Linked DNA regions of Gasterosteus aculeatus: region 1 is linked to region 2. Evidence: chromatin contacts called from public Hi-C data. All regions are on one chromosome and are shown on one strand. Each heading gives the region's core, a stretch centred on a gene start, on an enhancer-like site or on the middle of the called end of the contact. The rest is flanking DNA. Distances are from core to core; before and after follow the strand shown.

Region 1 (3,743 bases), core at 45-2,544, 45 kb before region 2:
CACATTTTTTATCTGTGTCCGTTCTCATGTACTTGCATCGTTAAATGCGACTTCACACGTTTATATTTTGTTACCCATGGTTATACCTTTAAAAAAGGCATGCAGCCTAGCACATGCAGGGCAACTATTCTGTAAATTGAATCCCTGTGGACTCTGTGGACGTCGAGTAAATCCTGTCCTGTCTTTCTGCAAACGGCTCCACAAACCATTCAATGTGGAGGAAATTGGGCAAATGACAAAAGCTTGAGGTGTTGCAATCAAGAGATCCTGCAGAATGCATCTTTCCGCTCCTCTCCTATTTCAATTATTCTTATTTCTCAGAAAACACTGAAGACCGATTCTCCTGCAGCTACTGTACTGCTACGTGATTAAAACTTCAATCTCCATCTAACTACCCCTCCTCACCTCATCTATCCTTCAATCGTTCAGACCCCCACCCTCTGCCCTGCACCAGTCCTGCAGCAGTATCTCGCCAGTGCTCTCTCCGTCCCCTCCTTCTTCCCTCCTTCTTCACCTCCCTCTGTTCTTGTCGCTCCTCAGAAGTGTCCCAGACATGGACACCCATGGGACCCCCCTGCAACGGTGCAAAAACTCACGGTGCTACCACACAAACACACACACACACACACACACACACACACACACACACACACACACACACACACACACACACACACACACACACACACACACAAATGGGGTCATTGCTCCCAAACTTACCTACTTTCGTTTTTTTAATACAACCCGGTGCAGCTCTGCAGACACGATGTGCTACGTACCTACATACATCACCCCTTCCTTGGTCTTAGCTGCTGCCTCCTCCATGCCGGCTTTGGTCTTCTCTGCAGCGGCCACCACACCCTCCTTGGCCATGGAGAACCCCTTCATAAATACATCCATCCTGGGCAACGAGACGGCTGGGCTCCCTTGCTCCAAACGGGCCTGTCTGGTGATTACAGCGAGCGTGCAGAAGAGATGACGGGAGTGAGCGTGTGTGTCTGTGGCAGTATGCGTGTGTGCGTGTGTGTGTGTTTGTGTGCTGGTGGCTCCTCCTCCCTTTGGTGCTACAACAGAGGTCTGAGAGGACTGCACGGCAGGACTACAGCACGCAGACTGGGAGAAAGAGGGGGGAGGAAACAGCCGGTACGCACAAGATGGAGAGAGGAGGAAGAGGAGGAGGAGAGGGAGGAAGAGGAGGAGGAGGAGGAGGGACGGCCGGATGCTGCAGCATTTTCAAGTCATGCTGCAAGCCCGCGGTTCAGCCACACCTCCGCCTGTCATCCATCTGTCTCCGGAGGATTCTTAGTCATGCTCAGCGCAGCCTCCGGCTTGCCGTTTGTGTATTTTGATTGGCAGATTTCCCCGGACACACCTTTTCTAGACGATGAGGTCGGGTGCTGTTACATAACCAGCAAAGCGTCACCAGGATTTTTCAAATCATATGCCTTGCGAGATTTCGTCATGTAATCTGTAATCACGCAGCTAGACCCCCAATAGAATTACTTCCTATATATATATATATATTTATATTTCTTTTTTACATACTCTGTTGTCTATATATATAAGATATATATGCAGCCCTTTTTAATATATATATATATATATATATATATATATATATATATATATATATATATATATATATATATATATATATATATATATATATATATATATATATATATATATATATATATGCAGCCCTTTTTATTCTTGTGAGGAGGAGAGAAAATGCATTGTCATCTTCACCCTAATGAGTCACACTTGCCCCCCTCGCCACATCATATTTCTCCCGGACATGCCCACTCAGCAGAACAGAAATTTAGCGGATAGACAATCACTCCATTTTTGTTTCATCACACGTACATACACTTATATTTTAGAGCACAATATTTGGTAACACAATCGAAATATAAGCTGTCACAACCCTCCAATTTCTACTTGAATTTGGTCCATTCTGATATCTGATGAAATAAAGTAGAGTAAATGGATATATTTAGCACAGTGACGTTCATAGAAAGGAGGATGTCTTCTGGTTTGAGTGTTTCTGTACATAATCTCACTGCCCTCTAGTGGGCTACACACTCATGACATCATGACACAGCAGGACAGCTGACTGAGGGCTCTGACTGTTTAAATTTATCTGCATTTTAGTAATGGATACATTTCTTCTAGAAACTAATAGCGAACAGTTTCAAAGGCCAGATTATGGGCATTAATTCTATATGTGGTGGGAGCTTGTCTGTTGATTCCTCTTGGGTTAAATCTTGGCCTATTTGAAATGCTGTAATCAGAAGATTACAGTATTCCAAGATATTTATTGATGGATTTCTGCATCCCAGCGCTTGTAATACAACATGCAATGAGAATTATTTTCCCTTTGACATTTGCATGTGATCTCCTGGTTTGCTCCATGCAGGTATCTCCACGTGCACTGGCTCCTTTGGGTCATGTATGTGCAACAGCACAACGTGGGTAAAGTTTCATACTGCTCAGCGGGTGTGATGATTTATAGTCTCTAAATCAAGGTCTAATTACAATTCTGGCGAAATGCAAGATGGAAAGCAGAAGTTTGATTACATTTTATAATCTAAATGTGAATCACGGCAGTTTGCACAAGCTCTTGTTAGTGACTGAAACATGAGATTGTGGAGACAAAGACACGATGAGGACCTCAGACATCCAGAGAAAGCCTGGTTTACTGGAGACTGATTTAACTTGCAGGTTTCATTTAAAAGTTCAGGGCCTGCTCCACCTGTCAGACTGTATGCAACCCTAGCCTGCATGTGTATATTATAATGATACATGTATCATAGTGAGGACTGGATCACCAGACAGCAAAGGCAATGCTCAGTGTTATAAGTTATAACTCCAATTTAATTGTATTAGTCTCTGCTGTTTCCAATTAAGAGTTAATGTTAATATCCAATTACTTTAATATAGTTAATAGAGTTAATATGAGTAAAACAGGTTTCTTCTTTGCATATATTAACATATAAACAAACACAAATTGTTCTCTAGTTATGAATATTGAATTTTGAGAATATCCTTTTATTCGTGAATAGCAACAATTTCCCTTCGGATGATGTCCAATCGTCCAATCACCGAAGGTCTATTTCGATCACTGAAGGTCTATTTCGATCAATCACGGCTCCATTCGTCATGCCTGCAGTTTTTAGATTCCCAAAAAGGAGAGTGACAAGTTCATTTCATTTCACTCAGCTGTATGGTTTTAAGAAAACATTTATTCACATTGATATAAGTACATTTTCGAGTGCATTTCTTTTTTACATACTCTGTTGTTTGTTAACGTCTATGTGTCCATTCTCACAAGCATGCTTGGTGTTAGAATTCCTACGTTTGTAAATGCGCTTTATGTACTAAAGAAAACACCACTTCTGCATTTTTAACTTGATTATTTTTTGTACAATTTGCCTTTCATTTAAGAGAGACAGAACCCCCCCCCCAAAAAAACAGAAAACAAACAAAAGAAAGAAAACCCCCAAACGCCGGATCAGGTCTTAGCAGCGGACAGATGCATTTGGCAAATAATATTGAGCTCATGAACACATATCATTCTCACGCTAACAGTATCTCACGTACTGATCTAGACAACAACACTGTCTCACATTCCTCCCTGTGGCTTTTCTATCCCTCCATAATTCATCCCCCTCTTATTGTTTACGTCTTCCGCTTTTTGTCCATGTTTCCCTCTGCGTGTCCTCCTCCTCCTCCTCTCTTTC
Region 2 (4,300 bases), core at 189-2,688:
AGAAAATATAAATTATCTCTACTTTACAATGTTTTTAGTTTACTGTCTTTTGCAGTTTGTATATTACATATACAACATTATTATTATTTTATACTGAATATCAGGTAATGAGACCATAAAATACTACCAATTCCCCTTAAAAATCTATATTTTGGCCCCAAGCTTTAATGCCTATTTAAATAACATATTTTAAAAGGAGGTTTTTTTTTTTTTGTGGCTCATCCATTTTCATTTGTAGAACTCTCTCCTTTTCATTACGAACACACTCCAAACCTGCACAGCGCATGTAGAGTAGAACTGGGACAAAGGGTTTTATTTGTTTTAAATTCTAAACCTGATTTTTGTTTCCATTTCAGAATAGCTTTGTCCATAGGAATCAAACTTTGAACTGTTGTTTTAACAGTGACACATTCCCTATCAACAATGTCTGATAAATTGGTTTAATTAATGAATAGATAATCAAAATTCAATGTTCTGACAATTGACAAATTAAATAATTAATATACTAATTGTTTCAGATCTGCTGAATATTAAAATTAAATTGTAATGTAAATGTGTCGCTGTAATAAATTTCACAAATTGTACTGTGGTAGCTCCTGTGTGTGTGTGTGTGTGTGTGTGCGTGCGTGTGTACCTGTCTTTCCAGCCAGCAGACTGGACTGGTAAAGGGAGTCAAGCTCGGACAGCTCGGCCTCTTCGCAGTCACAGCAGGGATCGCCCTCTCGCCCCGGGGCATGCTGGGAGCTGCAGTGCCCCGGAGAGGACTGGCAACCGCGGCTGCGGCGCTGACCGGAAGTCTGCGGCCTGATGGGGACACATCGGTCCGGGGGCGTGTCGTACGGCGTCACCACGGCGTCGGGGCGGTCCAAACTCCAGGAGGACCAATGACGCGCGCCGCTGTCGCCGGCGGCCTGGTGCCTCGGCCAGTGCGGAGCGTCGCTGCCGGTGGAATGGGCCTGGGGCGGCTGCCAGAGAGGCGTGAGAGGTTTCCTCTGCCCAGAGGCTTGCAGCGGGGAGGAGGGGGGAGGAGGAGAGGGCGGAGGGGGAGGGTGTGTGCGCGTGGGTTGAAGGTGTGCGGAGTGCGCGCTGTGTGTGGTGTGTGTGTCCCAGAGACGCAGAGGAAGCGAGGGCAGAGAGATGGCTAAGTGCTTCCCCAGGGGTCTGACCCTCACCCCCCCTGCCTGCAGCAACTCGCACAGCCTCACCCCCGTCCCCTCACTGCCGCCCTGGCCTTGCTCCCCCCTCCTCCCCACGGGCCCACCCTCTTCCTCCTCCCCTTGGCCGGAAGGGGCGCAAGGGTGAGGGATGCTGAGGGTGAGCGGGAGTCGAGGGGGAGCAGGTCGATAAGGTGGAGGGGGCGGGTCCGGGCCCAGAGCAGCGTCCTGATTGGCCGTCGCCTGGTCCTCTTCCTCCTCCTGATTGGGCGTCAGCAGTACTTGGACCGGGCCAGGCTGTTCACTGGAGGATACGAGAGAAGGAGGGTGTCAGTGAGCCAGCAGCACGGACCCCCCCACCCAAATAAAAAAAACAGAGCTGCTCTGACGTAAGGTGAGTTACTGCATAGCGGGAAGGTCACCACAGCACAGCAGGATAAACAAGCAGAAAACAGACACATACAAGCTCACTTTCACACAGCAGAAACACACAGCGGCCTCAAAGCCATGCTGTCCATGAGCAAGGCACACGCTCTCCGGCTCCGGTGACCGTCAGGCCGAACCCTCCAGCACACCCGAAGGCTCCGAAGAATTGAATGTCGTTACCAGACAGCAATCTGCGCGCTGCTGTGCTGATCCAGTAGATCAACGCTGAAAATGAATGTGGCCTCGACAGTCTGCAGTAATTCGGTCTCGGCGGGCCACTATGTTAGGTTATTGATTTACATGCGTTGATATGTGGAGGACATGATCTATGTTGAACATTAGTGGTTTCCTCTCTGCAGTGATTCTGTACTCTATCGGTGTGTGTGTGTGTGTGTGTGTGTGTGTGTGTGTAGAGTAAACTAATGCGTGTTTGTGTGCGTATGTGACAAGAGCACAAGTGTGTAAATGTGTGTGTCTGTTTTTTTTAAAAGAGGTTGTGCACTAACCTGTCTGTGTGTGCGTGAGCCCCCATCCCCCCCACACTCAACTCTCTCGTCTCTTTCCAGCCTCAGTAATTACCCAGCAGGCTTTGCAACAGCAAGCTATAAATCTGGAGCTTGTGTTGATCAATAGAGGAGAGGAGGAAGGTAATAAAAGAAGCCCAGCGCCGGGCTTTATCTCCTCCCTCTGCCCACCCTCCTGCTGGTGGATTTACAATCAATCGATTTTTCTTACAAATTTTTTGCTGCAGTTTAATATGAGTTCTAATGAAACACGACATTAACTCAACAGGACGAGCTCAAATTGCTTGTTTTGTCTGACCAACAGTCCAAAGCATAATATTATAGATAAATTATAATTAAATCCATGGGACGCTGGGGCTCAATAACTCTATTATTATTTAACTATATGACATGTTATTTATTCTACAATATCAGTGGATAAGCTGCCTCTCTCTTTAAAAATTAAATGCGAACCTCATCATGAAAAACTAGTAAAGCTCTCTTTCCCACGCGAGGGACACGCGAGGAGGCCGACCGACCTTCCGTCACACACAGACACAGCGGCAAAGGGCAAAAGAAACAAAAAGCAGAGGGAAGCCTCGGCAGCGTCGCGAAGCAGCAAAGCAGAGAGCATCCCCGCTTCCTCGCTTCCTCTCTCCTCGTCCTCGACGGCTACACAAAGCCGAGCGAAGCCGGCCTTTTTTGTTTTTTTACCGCACTGCAACATACACACAAACACGGAGGGCAAAAGAAGTTGCTGTACACAGTCAAATGTGTTTTTTGAGAAAGCGCACACACACACACACACACACACACACACACACACACACACACACACACTGTGACTGAGGCGCAAACACACAACGGGGGGGGTTGTGCAGCGCTTCCGGGCAGCCATGAGCTGAAGACACAAACATGAGGGTGTTGAGGTGTTTTTTTTTTTTTTTTAGACAGCCAGTACCCAGAGGACACACACACACACACACACAGGGGGGTCCCGGGTTTAAGGACAGCTCTCGAGCCGAGGACACACACCCAGTGAGGGAGGGAGGAGGCAGGGGGGGTCTGAGGAGGTTTTGAGACAGGCACCGCTGCGGACACACAAAGGGGGGTTGGGACAGTGGTGGTACCTGCGAGGCCCCTGTGGGCGGGTGCTTCCTGTCTCCCGTTCCGTTTCCTGTTCCTGCCTGCGTTTGATTGGGCCCCCAGTGCTCCTCATGCACGCGGCTACAACCAATCCGCTATGAGCGTTAGCCTCATGCAGGGGTCTGAGCACAGCTGAGGATGTTAACCACAGAGTGGGAGAGAAAAAAGAGAAAAAAGACAGGAAGATATAAGGACAGAGCGGCAGAGAGGAGGAGAGAGCGAGGGGGGACGCAAGAGGAGGGAAAACCCCAACGAGAGTACCAGAGGGAGACGGAGACAAAGGATAAGGATGGAGGAGACAAGAGGAGAGACGGTAGAAGCAGGGCAGAAGGAGTGGTTATGTTATGAGGGGGCCGGCATGCTTACGCTCCTCTACTGTAAGTCAATGGGTGTGTAATTTACACATGTTTGTATGGAGCCAAATCCAGGTCGAAAAGTTTTGATCATTTGAAAAGACAAACGTGAACCTGAAAGTTCAACTTTTGGTCGTGAGCGTTGAAAAACACAACAATGTATTCAAAATAAAAATAAGTGGACCAAAAGTATTTTGGGGTTGAATAAAGTTTCTTTTTTCATCCAGGTCTACTTTTGACCTGGACTTGGCTCCATATGTTTGAAGTTGCAGAGTGGGAGGATTGATTTTATTTATTTAACGCTGTGCCAATGTTATCTGACAGTTGGGGAACTTCTTCGGATCCATAATATTGCTTCGTTAAAGATAGACTCCAACTTCCCGGGATGGGAATGATTCCCAATCCTAGCGGCTCTTCCCACTCTGCAGCTCTGTGGTAAACACTTCAATCTGTCAACACTGATAAGTCAAAAAGTCAAGATCAGACGAATGAGGAGTAAAGCCTACGTTCATGAAGCCACAGACACCAGACGGAGAAGTACAAAGCTTCACATGGTGCGTAACCTTTTCAATGGTGTTAGTTTGGTGTGAAAAAAAAAAAAACGATGCAGAGGAGGACAATAAAAGAGCAGCCATCATCCCTCCTGCCTTGAGTTTACAGACCCTGGTTTGATAGAGACGGGATGAAGGAAGGTTGACGGCAGCACTGTTGTTGTCGT

Evidence for each region. A called contact is a pair of places that touch in the nucleus more often than the background predicts.
Region 1: a contact with region 2 is called in a Hi-C map of skeletal muscle, with 2.4 times the contacts expected there. The contact joins the promoter of sncgb here to the enhancer-like site in region 2. A contact is called at or near these places in 2 of 6 Hi-C or Micro-C datasets (both in skeletal muscle).

The regions. Positions count from the first base shown.
Region 1 is chr5:10,722,855-10,726,597 of fGasAcu3.hap1.1, reverse strand. It overlaps sncgb (synuclein, gamma b (breast cancer-specific protein 1)), which reads right to left and starts at 1,294. Exons shown (of 5, transcript XM_040175977.2): 1 at 780-1,294. The coding sequence starts at 900. It overlaps ldb3b (LIM domain binding 3b), which reads right to left. Exons shown (of 10, transcript XM_040175972.2): 10 at 3,226-3,743.
Region 2 is chr5:10,677,064-10,681,363 of fGasAcu3.hap1.1, reverse strand. usp54b (ubiquitin specific peptidase 54b) reads right to left here. Exons shown (of 21, transcript XR_005712248.2): 16 at 3,214-3,361; 17 at 635-1,458. Among protein-coding and RNA genes, the nearest start is that of opn4b, 20 kb to the left of the region's middle. Within about 2 kb of position 1,438, at least 5 of the 9 cell types and tissues checked have open chromatin away from gene starts, as enhancers often do.